Linked DNA regions of Rattus norvegicus: region 1 is linked to region 2. A link is a contact called in public Hi-C data. All regions are on one chromosome and are shown on one strand. The core of a region is the stretch at or near the end of the contact, and the rest is flanking DNA. Distances in the headings are between cores, read along the strand shown. Region 1 overlaps Pantr1 (POU3F3 adjacent non-coding transcript 1). Region 2 overlaps LOC108351921 (a long non-coding RNA gene).

Region 1 (6,470 bases), core at 1,590-4,089, 900 kb after region 2:
TGTTATAAAAAAGCACTTAGGTTCACAGCCCAGAGGAGAAGAAAACCTTTCATGTGTTTATAAATATCCTGTCCGGTCTCCCCTTGAGAAGTGAACAAACTGGACTGGACACAGGAGAGGGGAAAAGTTCCTGGTTAATGATTTAAGAGAGAGGAATTTATTTTGTCCCAACTTTCCTTCAACTAGTCCACCTTTTTCTCGTGGAGAGATAATTGACAGCCCCTATTTTGTATGAAATTATGGAAATCGCAGCCTAGAAGAATAGGAAGTCATTATTTCACAACTGAAAAGAGGTAGGTGTCTTTACTTCCTCCTAAAATTTCCCATTACTGGAAAGGAGCCAGGAAGTTGAAACGGTGCAAGACAGACCACGATTGTAGGCTGAAGCCCTCCTCCCTATTCCTCCAAAAAAACAAAAACAAAAAACCTTTTAGTCACAGTCCTTAAGACCAAAGCAAGAGAAAACCACTACCCTAAACTCCCTGAAACGCAGCTTCTGAGTGCGTGGGCCTTAGGCTAAAGCAAAACCAAGCCGTCTGATGATGCTGCCTGTTAGCTAGTATTGTCCCTTTAGGCTTTACTTTGGCTCACGTGGAGCCGGCTGTCCATAATAGCCCTGGACCATGAGGTACCACAAGGAAGATCTCTGGGGATCTGCAGAGATGACCTAACCAAAAGAGAGAGGGACGCACAGTGGATAGAGAACAAGCCTGGGGCAGACAGAGGACTCTAAGCTCTGCACTATAGGTACCCACACAGGAGGAAAACAACTAGCATTGAGCATCCTGCTGCCCCTCCTGTCCTGCCTTTCCAAGCCCTGCCCTGCCCCGCGCTGTCCTGCGCGCGCGCCTCACTCACACGCACACGCCTTAGCACACGCACACACGCGCTCACGCACACTATTCCCAATGGTGTCTCTGGCCAGACCGTGGGGCGACGTCCCCCTTTAAGGGCGACGGCCCTGCCCTTCCTGGCGCAGCCCCCTCAAGGAAGTAGAGAGGCACTGCGGGCTCTGGAGCCCGTGGGCCGAGGCCCCGAAGAGACGTGACGGGCAGGTGGCTGCAGGGGCGAGCAGTGGCGGGAGGGGACAACAAGGATCTGGGGTGGGGGGTGCATTTTTGGTAGCTCTTTCCTGCAGCCGCTGGGAACTCGCCTTGGGGAGGGCACTAAGTGACTGATCGCACCGCCTGAGTTGGGGCTGTGCGCGCGCGCATGGGGGAACCTGGCTGGCACGCGGGCAGTTGAGGGACCCAACGCAGCTGGGCACAAGCGCGAGCCCTCTCCGAGCCCGCCTGCAGAGGGCGCCCTCACGGTGGCGCCCGCGGGGCTACCCGCCATCCCCAGAGCACTAGAGCTAGCTCCTTCCGAAGGGGTCGGGATATGTTACGGTCACATTAGTCACCATCTAGGACCAGGAGACGTCACAGTTCTCAATCCTTTTTTGTTTGTTTGTTTTCTATGCTCAGTAGCTAAAAGGTGCCTGGGTGCGGGATGCAGGGAGAGATAGCCTGCTGACCAAGTGATTCTGCAGGGTCACATCTCCTCTGCGTATTGGGGGACGAGGGATGTCTTTTCCCTAGGAGAGCCTCGCAAAGCGAGAAAAGTTTTCTACCACTTGTGTGTGTGTGTGGCGGGGGGGGGGGGGGGGGACAGAAAGATGAAGTATGAACCTTGCTTCCTAGGGATGGCCAGAAAGTATTTGAAATCTCGCGGACACGCAAGCTCTTTCGCTTGACACACGCGGGGTGACTGGCACTCTCTTCGGAACCCCGCAAACAGGCTGGGCTTTAGGCTGGAGGAGGAAATGCCCTGTAAACCACGTGCCTTCAACCACGGGGTTTTGCCCACCCTACAGCCTTGATCACTTGAAAAGCGAGAGCCACGTACCCAAAGGAACAAGTTCAGGACCTCACAAGGACATCGATCGAGACTTGATTGGACCCTGGACTTCTGCAAGGACTAGTGAACAGAACCGGAGGAAAGTGTCTGATTAAAACTGAGAGCAGATTTTGCGACACTCCAAACCCTAGTAGCTCTGTCCCCTTCTCACTGCCTAAGTTCAACTGAGCTTGAGAGAGTGACATCCCTCCCTTCTCGGTGCCTTTCCCAAGCCAAGCCAAGGCCAGAGGTGTGCAGAAAAATTTTTAGAGACACCCCATCTTATAAATATGAGAATTTCATCAGGCAGCACAGACTACTCAAAGCGTTCCGTTTTTCTGCGATCCAATTTTATTAGGATTTATTCTCATTTGTGCTCGACTTCTCTGGGGAAATAATGCTTTGATTAATGTAATCCTGGCCCAGGATCCGCCTCACGCCCCTCGACCCTCTCCCAAGAGAAAGGGCCTGTTTGACAAACAATAACAGAGGCGCAACTCTTGCAATCTGCCCACACCTTTGGGGATGTCTGGGAAGAGGGTGACACTCGTTCACACCCAAGTAGCTAAAAGCAGCGTGGAAAGGAGGGAAAGAGAGAGGGCTCTGTGGTAGCCGAACTTTACAGACGCAAAGCCCTAGGTACTTAGGTGGAGGGGGGAAGGGAGGGCTCTTGGGGTAGGGCCCGAGCCTCGGTGTGCGAAAGAGTGCGTAGATTCCAGTACGCGCCTCTCCTCTGCTCGCTCCCAGTATCTACTTCTTTGTCCCTCGCCACAGGCCTCCACTGCAGAGATCTGCACGCTGTGGTTGTGCAGCTCCTTGACCCCAAGGGTATATCCACAGCGCCCACCCGCGGCCCCAAAGCACCTAGAGAACAGGTTTTCCGTGTTAACCAACCACACCAACCTGAGACGCCCTGAAGTCCTCAAAACCCGAATCAGAAGCCCAGACCCTGGGACCCAATTCAACGGTTTTCCTCATCCTCATCCGTCATCCAACCATGCATCCATCCATCCTTGCATGCATACATGCATGCATGCATGCATACCATACAAATCGGTGGACAGAAGCGCGGATAGTTCTTTGCCCAGCTATGGGCTGAAAACGGGCGCCCCCTTTGCAGCTCTCTTGCCTCCTGCTCAACCAAGACCCCCTCCGCGACGGGAGAACAGCTCAATTACGAAGGGAGCAAAGAAACGAAATCCCGGGCTCAAACGCCCTGCCCACCGGAGCTTCTCAGGTCCCCCTTTCTGTAGCGCGTTCCCCACCCCCACGGTCCCCAGCTCAGGGGCGGTCGGGGACGCGCGGCGGTGCTAGGGGTCCTGCCCCGCTCCGCGGGAACAAAGCCCGCCGCGGGAGCTCGTGGCCGCGCTCAGAACGGGTGACAAAGGCAGGCAGGCGGTGCCAAGCTCCAAGGCAGCGCTCCTATGGCCGGGCGAGAAGGAGGCCCCAAAGATGGGTACAATTTGCACCCAGATTTTTCTGGGCGTCTGTGGTTTTTTGGGGGTTTTTTTTTGTTTTTTTCTTGTGTGCCCAAAGACCTGTTGGGTGACTCAGCTCTTATCTATCTGGTCCTGCCACCTCAGCAGCCTTGCTGTTCTCTCATGCCCGCTCAAGTCTCCTCCATCTCAACCAGCTTTTCTCTCCACCTCACTCCTTTTACCTTCTCGCTTTGAGGGTTAGCTTTTTTCCCCTTTTTTTCTTTCCCATGGAAAAGCACTGTTAACCGGATTCTGCAGACAGCTCTATGTTCAAATAACATTCTAAAAGACCTTTCTGGGCAGTCGCTGGCAGAAAGGGGGAGGTAATGGGAGCCTTTTAATTTTATTATGCAAACTGCACTCTAAATAAAATAAAATGCCCTTAGAACGAGTTCGAAGAAAGACAGACTTAGCCCTGAGGCCCAACAGATTCCTGCCGAATTCGGCAAATGTCCCTGTCGGCTCCCACAAATCACATAAATGGTAGAGTCGAGTCGGGGAGGAGAGAAAGACACCACACACACACACACACACACACACACACACACACACACACACACACACACCGTGGAATGGAAACCCCATTCCATATGAAAATGGGAACCCAAGTCTCCTGGGGGGGGGGGAGTTCTAATCGTGCATTCTAACCCTGGATGGGAATTGCTGCCAAGACCCTACCAATAAAATCGTACAATTTTTTAATTTGGGGTACTTTGAATGCTGTGTACTCCAAGCAAAATTTTACTTGATCGGTTTTGTGGGATAAAAATGAGAGAAAAACAGTCCTCCTCGGCATTTGACAGAGTATATGCCGCGACTTCTGGGTGATTTTGTGTGTGTGTGTGTGTGTGTGTGTGCCCTGGTTTAATACTAAATTGTTTGATGTTTATCAACTGTCGCTCTGAGCCAGGGATCCTTTCCTCCTCGGGCTTTACTAACCAGGGTCCTTGCAGAAAATTTAGGCAGAAAGGCAAATATGAAAAAGCAATACTGGACACACAGGAAGCCATTGTGAGCAAGGTCACATCATTCTAACACCTAGACTTCCGTTAAGTAGTTTAGTGGCTGAAATTATATTCTTGCAAACTGTGGGATATCAGAAGCATCAACTCTCTGCGAATACACTTGCCACTGTGCTTTCTAAAGTGGATAGCAACGACTACATTTTCTTGAAAACACCATAAAGTAGGGCTGTCCCAGGCAGGCACTGAGTTGGAGAGGGCCCCAGGGAAGGAGCAGAACAGTGAAAGGAGGGCTCCAGTAGCAGAGGAGAAAAGAAGCCAGGAAGCACTGTTTGGCAGATGTGAAAAGAGCAGCAACCATCAGCACGAAATGCCCGATCTACACCAGGCTCCTCGGACAGTAGCTAAGGTCAAATGTCAAAACAAAACAACAACAAGAAAAAGGCACAAAAGTACAAGAATTGCTCTCTAAGATGCTACACCAGCTTTCTTCTCCATCCCAGCACCGTTTGTTGGTTGGGCCTCAGAGAAGATGCTGTAACACTTAGAGGCGATGCTTGGTGGGGGAAGACCTCAAGCAAAGAGTAACTCCAATCTCTTAGGACCAGGACTGGTGCACGAATATAATTTACCAGACACCTCTGGTAAAGCTCAGTTCATATTACTGGGCTATTGTTTGGTTTGTTTGTTTGTTTGTTTGTTGTTTGTTTTTATGACACACACACATCCACACACACACCAAATTTACCTTGAAATATTTTTCTAGCTAGGACATATCCACGTTTGTTGCAAATGAATCATATTTTCACCATCACCTCTAGTCTATCAGCTGGGCTCTGTGTTACCTAGTGCTAGGAGTTGAAATTTGAAAGAGACCATGATGTCGGGGAGCACAGGAAGGGTGGTGAAGGGCAGCCAAGAATAATCCATTAGTTGCAGCTTCTCCAGCAATTGGAAGAGAGCATTACCAGCCTTGACAGGTCCATGCACACAGCTAGAGTGAGCAAACAGTTGGAAATGGGTTGCTTCAAAAGCACATACAGGATTACCAAGTTACTGTGCTTTCTCAGTTTATTTTCCACAATTAGAAATGCCCTCTAGTTTAAGAAGAAGGGAACTTACTTTAAGGAATCATAGTGTCTTTGAATTCATAATTACTCCTTCAAACTGTTCCCCAAAAAACCTAAGTGCTCACTCCCTTCCTTCAGATCATATAGACCAGCTATTAAAAGGACACAAAGCAGGGGCAATACACACTCCAAAACCATAGCAATACCAAGAAATGGCTCGTTCACTGTCCACTAGGTAAAGCCCCTTTTCTAACCAAAAGCCGGTGCTGCAGAGCCCCCCCCCTCTTTTGTATAAGCCATACAGTACAGACTGTAGGTAGGTTGAACATTTATTTTAATGTGTAAATGCTAAGAGAAACTGCTTTTGTGCTGTGCTTTATTGGACTGCCTTATCATTGCCAAATGGAAGCCAGTGAGGGGGTGCCCGTTTCATCTTGGGCACATCTGACTCAGGTAATTTTCTGCATTCTCTCATTTGGCAAAAGCAATTTCACCATCCTCAACAATTAAGTCTGTAGCTTTTGCCCAGAACTTTGGATCTTAATTTATACCCACCTTGATTATTCCCACCCTCAAGACATCGCAGAATTCTAACGTGGTCCCTGTAAAGTAGCAGCTCACCTCAAATTAACTTGTTGCTTTACCCCCAAATTCTTATATTCTGCTTCTTTTACTGAAAGGTATCTAAATCTATAGAAATCACGAGGGTTCCCTCCACTTCCCTGTTCTTTTGAGTATGTTTTTTGAGAAAGAAAAGGGGGGGGGAGCAGCTGCTTAGACAACCATAGCTCCCAGGAACTATAACACAGGAGAATGGGAGAATGTGCTATGTGAAGAATAGGGAGGCCTTCGCCAATGTTTTGCGATATGAATGAATTTTTAAAAAGTGTCTTTTTCTACTAGTACATTCTGAATGCTTTGAACAACCCTGGGCGTGCAAAGCAAGCTAGGTTTTGGGTCTTGTCCCATTCTGTGGACTCCTAGAAGTCTTTTGTCTGCAACGCAGTGCTGAGGAAGAAAGCAGTGTTTGTGCTCAAATTACAATTTCCCCAATTCTCCACTCGGTTTTATTAGCACAAACC
Region 2 (6,461 bases), core at 1,573-4,072:
TGATACCGAAGATAAAAACTTTTACAGTGTATTTGTATTGCACAGGAAAAACAAGGAAGGATGAGTTCCTTCGAAGCATTTTAATCTTGAAAATAACTCCAGTTTACTGTCTTGTATAGTCAAAAGCGAGGGCGCAGAGCTGTAAGAAGGGGATGTTTTTAACTTACATGTTCAGTGATGTTAACTCACTTTGCGATTAGTACTTTCATGGTTATTTTTCTCCCTTGAGGTTAAGAATCATTGTGTCAGAATTATCAGACTCTTTTTCTTTTTTTTCTTTTCTTTTCCTTTTTTTCTTTTTTCTTTATTTTCTTTTTTGCTTTTTTTTTGCCAAAAGAATACCTTAATGTAGGTTCTTACTCACATACCCAATAATGCTATCAGTTCCCCAAAATGGGAAATATTGCAGGGATTCCGAAACAGGTAATCCACGCTCTTGTAAAGTCTGTCAAAGCTCCAAACTTTCCTTGTTTCAGGAAAGATTGCCTATGTTCTATCAGTATTTACTACAGGACTGAGTTAGGTCTCTCTGTGAAGATGGTGGGAGCCTCTGGGTTGGCCAAATCAAAGCTTAGCAAGACCAAAGTAACATAAGAAATGTGTCTATTCTGCTGCGTGGGTAGGGGAGAAACCACCCTCCTTCAGCGTCCTCGTTGATTTCACTTTTTAGAAGTCTATTGTGACAGCTCATGTACGTCTTTCCATATCTGATTTATTTTATTTCCCCCAAGCTCTAGTTGCACACATTCAGTCAGCTCTAATGCAGTCTCCAAGGAAGCAGCTCACTTCAGTCTCTGCTGAGATCCTATCGGGCCCTGCAGGACCCCTTTCAGTGAAGCAGGAGATAAGCGTGCTTCATTTTCCCTAGCCAGCTGCCTGCAGACATTTGGAAAGATTCCATAGTAGGATCTAGAGGAAAACTCAGACTTAGCCATATACTACATAAGTACACTGTTTGCTATGCTACTGAAAATGTAATGATGTCCAACTCAAATATCGACTTTAAATTTTTTTGAAGTTTCTTAAATGGTAAAATAACTCACTCTTTATTTTAATCAAATCAATACTTTATCTCACCCAAATTAATAAAAGTTTATTTCCTTAGTCATTACACTTAGCTATAATGGTTTTTGTTTTGTTTTGTTTCTCTCTCTCTCTGTCTCTCTCTCTCTCTCTCTCTCTGTCTCTCTGTCTCTGTCTCTGTCTCTCTCTCTCTCTCTCTCTCTCTCTCTCTCTCTCTCTCTCTGTGTGTGTGTGTGTGTGTGTGTGTGTGTGTGGTGTGGTGTGTGGGGTAAATTACTAAATTGTTCAGAACCAGCAATGTGTGTCTTTAAATCCTATCTTTACCAGAGAATTCAGTAGAAACATTGGTCACTTAAGCCCTAGTAGTTGTAGTAATGATTTGCCCTATATTAGCCATTGTTCAGACCATGTGAGGAAACCTCACTAAATATAGCATAATTAAATTTGAGCACAACTAAATTATAGTATTTTATTTTCAATCACATGAAAGAAAATCTACCAGGGATAATAAAGTCTATCTGTACACGGTGTCTGTAAAGTGAAAAAAAACTGAAACTATATTTAGAAATACTAAAACTCACAAACCCATGATATCAACATTTTAACAGGAGAGGCCAATATTTTGGCTCTCTTATTAAGCAGATTGGGTTTCCTGGTGGATGACGTTTTGGAGTTCTATGGGGTTAAAAACAGCGGAGAGCAGCGAGGAAAGCTGAGCTCTCACTTTTATTTTATTTTATTTTATTTTTGAAGTGGCTACTGTGGTGGCAAAGGGCACCCCGGCTGCTTTAGTGTTACACCACCGGTGCTGACACGAGGGTGAGACACATCATTAGTTTTCTGTTGTAGCTGTTGTTGCTTTTGATGACGTTTCTACAGGGGCCATGTCAGGATCCTGCTCTGAGTTCTATGAAGGGAATCCTGAGCTGCCCTCGGACAACCTTGCCAGGTGCAAGAATCCCGGCCCCTTGATCTTTGTTGTTCTAGCTGCACGGAATTTTGATTCCAGCCTTGGGGGGAAATGTCCTATGAGGTGCCGTTTACAATTTTCTTGTATTCGTAGGTTTCTTTTATTAAACCGGATACAAGTTGTGACACGATATTAATTCAATCACTAATAACAGACTGGGATCGCGAATCCCTGTCAGCAGGTTGGTGTTGATGAAGCCGTAGCCGCCGCTAGAATATCCTTTTAAATACTTGCTAAATTTTATTTCTGCAGTGATAGACTGCTAGGTTTATCCTCCCACCCCACCCCACATTTCTCTCAACCTAAAAACAAATTGCACAAGTGTCCCTCTATAAGTGAGCTCTGCAGTCTCCCTGCTTCTCCTCTGTTGCAAGACTGGCTGGCAACCACTAGAGGGGAGGAGACAGCCGGATTTATTGAAGGCTCCAGCAGAGCTGGATGGTGGGGAAGGCGTCAGAGGAGGAGGTGCTAAGCAGTTGAAGTAGGTTAGAAAGGTTTGCAAAAGCAGAGGAAAATAGACTTCTTAAGATATGCGAAATTTTGCTTCATATAAATGAGAAGTGACTGAAAGAGTGGCTAGAAGGTTTCCGTACATGTACCCGTAATTCTGTAGTCCTAAGAATTAGTAAGACGATCCATGAAATCCGAGTTAACACTTAGGAAAACAAATGGCTCTTTCCCTGGGACTGTAGCTAATGGTCATGGTGAGAAAGAACTGAGGCTACTGAGGGAGAATGGGAAAGAAGTCTAAGATGATCTGTCTGTTTTGAGTAAAGTGGAGTCCAGCGGCATACAGCTTATTTCCTAAAGCAGGCCAAAACTTAACCCTGTTCGCATGTCTTAACCCCTTACATTCTGTGGCCAAGAGAGAAAACAGAGGAAACATCCCAGAAGTAAAATATCGATACAATATAGGCAAAGAGAGGTGTGGGAGGAGGGAGGAGGGAGGAGGTGTTTGACCTTTCTGGAATCTTGAACTACAACATCCTACTTACTACATGGACTTAAATTTAAAAAAAAAAAATTGTACTCCGGGACGAGGGAGTCACATATAGCTGTTGAAAATCACTTCTAATGCTTTTGAATCCAGCTTGACCTCTTTGATCTTTAATTTTTGGAAAGCTAAAAGGGAAAAAATATACTTAATGTTAGTATTGTTAAGTATTGCAGTGTGGAGCTGGGGACTGTTCTGTGTGCTCTCCTGAACATAATTGCACTGAGATCATTCCGGTTCCATTTTGAAAGCCACTGGCAATTACTGGAATACAATGTATCATGCGTTTGCTCACTGGATATAAAACCTATATACTAATTCGCAATAAAATGTAACAGCTGTCAGTGCATTTTCTGCTCTGTTACTTCAATAAATTGGAACTCTGACTAGAAAATGGGAATGTTGCGTTTTTACACACTCTGTAATGTGTTTGCTTTTTGCAAATACAATTTATTTTTTTCATGACAAAAATTGTAGTTTGTTATTACTGCTAGTGGATAAATATTCCTATATCAGAATGAATTACATATGGTACCTGTAAAGAAGTAGTAATATTTTCTCTTTTTTATGGTAGCCTGTCTTCAGTAAACAAAATACACTTAACCTACTTCTGTCGCATACTGACTGAGTTTTTTTTTTTCTTCCCCATCATGATGGCTCTGTGCTAAGAGTAGGGAAAGATGCATGGGCTTTCTTTCTTTTTTACCCTGTGATCTCAGGTGCCTGGATTTGTCAGTAACATTTACGGCCAGACACCCATCACATACAGAGTTTATTTTTGTTTAAGTTTCAAATGTCTTCCCTCATGCCTTGACTATGCAGATTTCCTTAGGATGCTGAAGCAATGTCTTTGAGTTTTATTTAAAATAAAAATGCATGAACATTTCTGTAATTCTGTTACTTGAGGTCAGACTTTTCACAGATAATTAGCCTTTTACACACTGTGAAATCAACCTGCATTGGTTATTTGGCTCGACTCTTTGCTTCTGTTCTTTATTTCCCAGAAGGTTAACGCGCTGAAAATCTAGCTTCAAGCTCATAGTACTGTCTCTTTGTGTTGCTAATTATCCTGTTGTATAATTATTAATATCAGGAGCAGGAAGAGGAAACATGCACACCAAATAGTCGTGAATGCTGGTGTTCTGGCAGGAAGCAAGCCCTGCATTAATAAAATGTGCCTGTGCCAATATCACAGGAGATGGGAGCGTTCCTTGTTAAGGACCATTTATTAACTGAGATCATCTTTTAGTTCGCCTTGGGGTAATGACTGATGTCAATGGCAAATTTCACAGTTGTCTAGAGAAATGAATTAAATTTGTAATAAAAAGCCCTTCGGCTTGTTGTACATGTTCATCTATTGGCATAGTTGAACTAAGAGAACTGTAAGGCAACTGAGAACGTCGGCTTAATTTCCCTTACATATAATAGTGACCTTTAGCTCCATATTGAAAAAGTTACCTATTATAGACTGGTAAATTAAACGAGAAGTTCCTTTAATGCAAAATAAACCAGATGGCTAAGCTAAGTTAAATGGCCTTTGAGCTTGTAAGATCCTTGGTAGAAAAATATTCTTTCTTCTTGAATAGGGAGAGGTCTTCTAGTTAAGCCTTCATAAAATAAGTGAGGGGACATAAAAACAGGAGGAAGCAATCATTCAGTGTGAGACGGCGAGGTCTTGTCCTTGGCTACTGCTGTGAGTGTGTGTGTGTGGGGGGGGTGCGGGCGTTCACTTTGTGCTCTTAGGCTGAGTTTTGAAAGTGTTGTTTTAATGCTCTCTTAATTCTAAAAATACAGCACTTTTAATTTAGCTGGCAAAGCATATTGTTGCTGTAATTATTTATATAAGTTTTTGTGTTGCTTTATGCAGTTGGAAATGTTTTTTTAGAAGGACATATTTCCCAAGAGGGAGGATAGTTAAATTCCTGTCATTCTTTTCTCCTTTTTTTCTTTCATTTATTGTTTTGTTGTTGTTTATTTTGGAGAGTCTAATTCCAGATTCGCCTTCCCAGGCTGACTTGGACTCAGAGAGTGTTAATTACTGAAAAGCCTAGGAAGATGACCAAGCAAAGCTCTCTTATTTTGCGGGAGAAAGTTCCGGAACATCTGGTCTGCCCACACACTCTGGTATCTGTAACATAGGGAAGTTGAGACGGTCGACAGAGCAGCCTATAGCCAGTGGAGATGAAGGGATGGACAGTTAGAGAATAGTTATACAGACTGGAACGTCGGATTCTTTCATGCAGGTGAACTTTCAGCAAGTTTTTCAGAGGTTTAAAATAACATCTCATTGTTGTCACCTTTGAACCGGATGAGTATAGTCCAACAGGACTCTGTACACAGAGAATATCTATACTCTGTACCCTCTAGCCGTGCTCCTAGGGGCTAAAAGTGAGTCAAAATTTCCACGAAAACAATTAGAACAATAATAAAACACGGATTTCAACCGCCTTCATTTTTAAACACATAAGAATTCTGGAAGCTAATGAATAATGTTCTTCATCCAAATTTCTAGATTTCTGCAAATGGTTTGTTTTCTCGATTTTGATTGCAATCCCAACTGATTGTCATCAATCCTCACACCATGCAGAAATATGGGTGGGATTGACTCCAAATTATTTTTTCTTTCTGGATTACTGGGGGTTCTTTCTTCGTGACTCAGGAGGACCTCTGAAATCTGGACATCTTTTTTTTTTCAACCTAAGGCGCATGCTCAGAGCATTCTAATAAGGCCAGGAATGGAGTTCGCAGTCCCCTTTTACCCAGGCTCACCTCGGCCCTTTTCAGTATGTAACCTTATTCTCCATGGGATTACTCGGATGAAAACCAATTAGGGAACAGCTCGCAATCTGAATGCATACAGAAGACTGCAGATTGAACACTGCCCATGCCAGCTCCTCAGAGCGTACAGAATGCCCTGAATGGCATAAATATTAAAGAATTGCCAGGAGATGGACACACAAAAAATTGAGGAAAGGTGCCGAATGCCAAATTAGACCTGATCAAACCTATAACTGAAAGGGTAGGCTTCTCTCCGCCCACCTCCCACTCCCTGCCCATTTGTATTCTTTGGGGAGGTATACCACTGGCCTCCTGAAGTGTGTTCTCCCTTGCTAATCCTTCCACAATGGTCCACATGAGTTTCTGAGGGGTCCCTCATGCCCTTCATTCTATGACTGTCAATTTCTGTCTAATAAGCCAGTCTCCCTCCCTGCTTCCTCCAGAGGCCCCCATTCTCAAGCTGGTAGGGGACAGCTGGCTCAAAGGCCATGACAGCTCTAAGAATTACTGAATGGACAAATCAGCATTGAGCCACACGCTTTTCAGTGTGTGCTCATTGCAATAAATGTGGTGAAGGACAAGCAGGCGAGTGAGATTTAGAAAGATCCTCCATGCCAGACTTTCAGAAAGGAGTTTGGCTACCTTAGAGTCCCAGACAAACTACAAGCAGAGGGACTGATGAATGTTGTAATTATT

Evidence for each region. A called contact is a pair of places that touch in the nucleus more often than the background predicts.
Region 1: a contact with region 2 is called in a Hi-C map of frontal cortex, with 4 times the contacts expected there. The contact joins two enhancer-like sites. A contact is called at or near these places in 3 of 12 Hi-C or Micro-C datasets (Schwann cells, frontal cortex and kidney) and 1 of 1 datasets of contacts at active chromatin or transcription factors (oligodendrocytes).

The regions. Positions count from the first base shown.
Region 1 is chr9:52,424,497-52,430,966 of GRCr8, forward strand. The region is part of intron 1 of Pantr1 (POU3F3 adjacent non-coding transcript 1); the gene reads right to left. Among named protein-coding and RNA genes, the nearest start is that of Pantr1, 8.1 kb to the right of the region's middle. Within about 2 kb of position 2,840, at least 32 of the 93 cell types and tissues checked have an H3K27ac peak or open chromatin away from gene starts, as enhancers often do.
Region 2 is chr9:51,529,514-51,535,974 of GRCr8, forward strand. All of the region lies in intron 1 of LOC108351921 (a long non-coding RNA gene), which reads left to right. Among named protein-coding and RNA genes, the nearest start is that of Pantr1, 900 kb to the right of the region's middle. Within about 2 kb of position 2,823, at least 3 of the 93 cell types and tissues checked have an H3K27ac peak or open chromatin away from gene starts, as enhancers often do.